2 separate regions of the Cyprinus carpio genome follow, and region 1 is linked to region 2. The links are chromatin contacts, called in public Hi-C maps. All regions are on one chromosome and are shown on one strand. Each heading gives the region's core, a stretch centred on a gene start, on an enhancer-like site or on the middle of the called end of the contact. The rest is flanking DNA. Distances are from core to core; before and after follow the strand shown.

Region 1 (2,700 bases), core at 71-2,570, 44 kb before region 2:
GACTGTCTCTCTGTCTGTCTGTCTGTCTCTGTCTGACTGACTGTCTGTCTGTCTGTCTGTCTGACTGTCTGACTGTCTGACTGTCTGTCTGTCTGTCTCTGTCTGTCTGACTGTCTGTCTGTCTGACTGACTGACTGTCTGTCTGACTGTCTATCTGTCAGACTGTCTGACTGTCTGTCTGTCTCTGTCTGTCTGTCTGTCTGACTGTCTGTCTGTCTGTCTGTCTGTCTGTCTGACTGTCTGTCTGTCTGTCTGACCGTCTGTCTGTCTGACTGTCTGACTGTCTGTCTGTCTGTCTGACTGTCTGTCTGTCTGTCTGTCTCTGTCTGACTGTCTGTCTGTCTGTCTGTCTGTCTGACTGACTGACTGACTGACTGTCTGTCTGTCTGTCTGTCTGTCTGACTGTCTGTCTGTCTGTCTGTCTGACTGTCTGTCTGTCTCTGTCTGTCTGTCTCTGTCTGACTGTCTGTCTGTCTGTCTGTCTGACTGTCTGTCTGTCTGTCTGTCTCTGTCTGTCTGACTGTCTGTCTGTCTGACTGTCTGTCTGTCTGTCTGTCTGTCTGTCTGACTGTCTGTCTGTCTGACTGACTGTCTGTCTGTCTGTCTGACTGTCTGTCTGTCTGACTGTCTGTCTCTGACTGACTGACTGTCTGTCTGACTGTCTATCTGTCAGACTGTCTGACTGTCTGTCTGTCTGACTGTCTGTCTGTGTCTCTGTCTGTCTGACTGTCTGTCTGTCTGTGTTTCTGTCTGTCTGACTGACTGTCTGTCTGTCTGTTTTTTTTATCGTCTGTCTTCTTTATTGTCTTTCTGTCTGTCTGACTGTCTGTCTGTCTGTCTGTCTCTGTCTGACTGTCTGTCTGTCTGTCTGTCTGACTGACTGTCTGTCTGTCTGTCTGTCTGACTGTCTGTCTGACTGCCTGCCTGTCTGGCTGTCTGTCTGACTGTCTGTCTGTTGTAGAATATTTAACTACTTATTTACTTAATTTAAATAACTTATTTACTTATTTGTTACCCACTGTTTCGTGTTTTTATTTTTCGTCTATTTAATTTTATATAATATTTAATACATAGGCTAACCGCTAAAAACACAAATTAGGGTTTGATTGTAGGCATATTTCGCAATTTTTGACATGTCTAAAAATAATTATTTGAAAATTATATTTGAATTTATAATTACCTCAGATAAATAATTATAAGAAAGGATTTTTTTAATTAAATATTAAAATAACACTTTTTTAAAAAGATAATTTCCTCTAATAATGAATTACCCTTTTCGTAAATTGTAGCCTTTTTGAAATGCGCTGAACATTTGCAGTGCGCTGTTGGTCACGGTCGGTTGAGGGCGCCAGAATCGCGCGCAGCCCGAGCGTCGGTAGCCCCCGCGGCGCGTCATCGCTTCCTGAGGCTGACATTACTCTCACTCACTCGCTCCTCTGTGGAAAAACTCGGCGTCAGTCAGTGTTTGCGGAGAGGAAACTTTCTTCCTTTGACGGCGCGCAGTCGACGAGATTTGCAGCTTTCCCAAGCACACACCGCTCCATCTGTTTGGATTACTGGCATCCGCGACTCCAAAAACATAATCCGCAAAGCTTTTCGGAAGGTGGATTTGTGCGGTTCCCTTCAATTTGTGCGTGACAACTGTATTCAAGTGCGCGCGGCTTCCGGATATATCCCTGTTTTGCTGTATCTCGCACAAGAGCACAGTTTGCGGATTTTTCTTCTTTACGGCGTTTTACCCCGTGAACTCTCTTTAAATCTCACATTGGTTTAATTCGTCTTAAATGTCAGCACCAGCATGAAGATACGCGCGTAAGGTGAGTTCTATCTAGAATGATAATGACTGCACTTATATTTAGGGTAGTAAGTAAAGATTTGCTATAGAGGGTAAAATTGTCATTGTTTTGGTTACACATAATGCATTAGACACCAGAAAGAGTATCAGGTCACCGCTGTTAAAGACAAAAATATTCATGTTGTGTTTTGTGTTGGCAGAACTTGACACTTGAACGTCTAGATATAGGCTGCATGTACAGTAAACCTGTGAGCAAAGTATGCTTATACATAGCAGCTGAAATTATACATGACATTTGCAAATGTGAGATTGGCTGAACCTACACTTGGCTATGTAAACACTATCTCATTTTAATGTGTATAAATATGTATAAAACTCTTAAAAATATTTGACGTCTTTAGTATATCATAGGGGATTGAATGAAACAAGTGTCTTTTCCATGAAATTTCTATAAAATTTTAAACATTTTATCAGATAAATGTTGTTTTTAAAGTGGTGATAAGTCGCATAGTTCCATCTTAAACTAAATGAAAACTTAATATAGCTAGGAGACTTTTAAGAAGTAACAGGGTTGAAATTTTACAGTAAATTTAGCTACTGTGTTTAGTAGAAATAATTTAATGCTAATATTTCTACAAATATCTGTTCTCAATAATCTTGTGTTTACTGTGCAAAATTGTGGTAACGGGGTTGAGTGATTAATATCGCTTTTTATTGACAAACTAATCAAACAAAATGAAAGTATTTGATGTCCTTGAAAAGCATGCATAAATATTTTTCTAATTTATGGAGTTGTATTGTTATATTGTACATTGCACAAATTCTGATGTTAACAGGGTTGACCTGAATGCACATAAATATGGTAACAGGGTTCACTGCTTATGATTGCTTTTTATTTACTAACT
Region 2 (2,700 bases), core at 107-2,606:
CAGGTGGCAGGCGGTCACATTGGCACGACAGGGACTGTGCAGTGCAGGAATGTAAGCCAGGCAGACGGTGCGGCCCAACCTCACCACTGCACACAGGGGAGTAACAAGCAAAAATAACCCGTCATCTCTCCTCCTTCTCTCCTTGTGTTTCCACAGCCCGCCATTCTCCCAGAACAACCGGGACAACAATTACCTGAACCTCAATTATGAATACAAAGGTGAGATTGACATGAGCAAGTGAATATGGATTTCTGTCAGAGCTGTGGGCTTGTTTTAATGGTCTCTGCTCCATTATACAGCTGGTTCTCTATGACAGGGGCGAAGGTGCTTCCTTTGAGCTGTTGACTGTGGTCACTCTGTGTTGCCAATGGGGCGTCACGTCAAAACAAGACTGTATATTTGCAGTCCTGTTGAATGTGGCTGTGATTGTACCTCTGTTCCCAAACATAGTGAGCTGCTTTGATGTTTACTGCCTAGATAGGCAGCTGTCTTCTAAGGGAGCATCCTAACAGAAATGGAGCCTCATTAGTGACTGATTTGGTGCCCTGTACAGGACCTTGTTGTTGAAGCGCATGGGAGATTTGAGTCAAAATTGATACAGTATATTAGTATACTATTATAAATACCTTTAATTGAACAGAAAATATTTCTGGATAATATTAGAATAATAATATAGAAAATAGTATATTAAAATGCTATAATAACATTTTAATTAAATATAATATATTTATATTTTTTTAATTATAAAACATTTTACTTCATTCTATTTTTAAAATTCCATTCTAAAAAAAAAGTATTATTACGTTTATAGTGCTTTAAGGACATTTAGATATTTAAACTAAAAATAAGACAAAAAAATTGATTAAGAAATTGTTTTTTTATATTATTATATATCTCTTTTGGAATTTTTTAGCATAAATTGAGCTAAATTTAATAATAAAAACATATATATATATATACATGCACACTACTGGCCAGTTTGGAATAATATATATTTTAATGTTTGAAAAAAAAAAAAAAAAATGCATTTATGCTGCATTTATTTGATCAAGAATACAGTGAAAATAGTAATATTGTGAAATGTTATAACAATTAAAAAAACTAATTTCATTACATTTTTCTTGGTTTAATGATACTTAGATTTTTACACTTCAAAATAAGAAATATATTGATTAAAAAGATGTTTTTTTTTTTCAGTCTGAAAAGTCTGTCTACGTAGGCAGTTCACTAGGTTTTTGGAACAGAGTTATAGAGCTGTATCGATGGGGAGTGAATGAGATTTTCTCTCTCCTTTTTCCCTTTCATTCCTTTTCTTCTGCTGTGCTGAGAGATTGAAAGTTACTGGAGTGGTTAAACAAGGAGATTTTCTCTCATGTCTTTCCCTGGTTAGTATTCTCTGTCTCTCCTTTGCTCTGTCACTCTCACTCTCACTCTCTCCAGCTCTCATGCTCATGCCCAGCTCTCCCTCTGTTGTTTTTCCTCTTGAGCGGCGATCAAATAGAGCAGGCCTGCCTGATAATGAGATAGTAATCTTCCCCAACAGAGGGAGGCCAGTCACACACATATGCACAAAAACACTTTTCACAGAAACTTTCCTTTTTACGCACAAACCGTTTATATCTCGGTCTGTTAGGGAATAAAAAGAGCTCTATGATATTGACAACGTGCGTGTCTTTCCACTGAAGGCCAGGCACACTCATACATGCATTCAGATCCCCAACACTGAGGATTTCTCCATAGAGAGCAGGCCGGTTTTTTTTTCCTCTGGTCTTGTGAGTAGATTTTTCCACTCTGCGCTCTGCTTCTAAACAGAGCAAATCACTGGGTCTCCCTGGGAGACGAGCTGCAAACAGCACATGGGGAGGCAGTCCACTCGCTCAACAGCTGCTTTCAATTGCATGCGGCATCAGAACGCAGCACTCGCGTTTTAAGCAAGCAGCCTTCCGAGCTAGTCGCCTGTTTACGCACAGCCACTTACTCTGTCCTGCTCATTCTTTCCCGTCCTGTTCTTTGTGTCCTTCACTTTCTTTCTTACATTCTAATCTTTTTTCAGTCTCTTTATTTAGAGGACAAATGGGTGAATCACAATGCCTGCATTGTATTATTGGAGGAACATTGCTTTTTTTGACATTATTTTCATGCCAGTTAATAACTTTTTTGTCAATTCTTTTTTTACAGTTTAAAATATTAAAAGAAAAAAAATTATAATTTATTATTATTTGTTGTGATGTTTTTTCTAAAAAAAAAATCTTGTATGATGACACCATTTTAGTGTTTTTATTTTTTGTGTGTGTTATTATAATTTTTTAAATAATTTTTTTCATAACAATTAAACACATATTTTTGTCAGATTCTATGTAATTGTATGGGGGTAAAAACGACTGTAATGCATAAATGCCATAATGTAATACATAAATCATCCCGTCTGGGCAGATTTTGTTATATTAGTACTAAAAAATTAATGTACTTATTACATTAGACTTATTATATATATATATATATATATATATATATATATATATATATATATCTATATACCTATATCTATATATATATATATATATATAGCATTTTAATATGCTAAGAATTGCTTTTTTATATATCTTTGTGTGTGTTAGTAATCTATTATAATGCAAAAAATCTCTTTCTTATTACTGAAATTATATATTGGAGGGAAATATATAAAATATACCTGGGAAA

The links. Hi-C and Micro-C count contacts between places; a contact is called where the count stands out from the background.
Region 1: a Hi-C map of liver shows a contact between it and region 2, with 8 times the contacts expected there. The contact joins the promoter of LOC109049848 here to the enhancer-like site in region 2. A contact is called at or near these places in 4 of 8 Hi-C or Micro-C datasets (liver and skeletal muscle).

The regions. Positions count from the first base shown.
Region 1 is chrB24:13,298,316-13,301,015 of ASM1834038v1, reverse strand. It overlaps LOC109049848 (mitogen-activated protein kinase kinase kinase 3-like), which reads left to right and starts at 1,320. Exons shown (of 19, transcript XM_042752411.1): 1 at 1,320-1,817.
Region 2 is chrB24:13,253,872-13,256,571 of ASM1834038v1, reverse strand. It overlaps LOC109049848 (mitogen-activated protein kinase kinase kinase 3-like), which reads left to right. Exons shown (of 19, transcript XM_042752411.1): 12 at 157-218. Among protein-coding and RNA genes, the nearest start is that of LOC109050256, 16 kb to the right of the region's middle. Within about 2 kb of position 1,356, at least 2 of the 8 cell types and tissues checked have an H3K27ac peak or open chromatin away from gene starts, as enhancers often do. A contact at or near this core is called in liver, where this site is marked.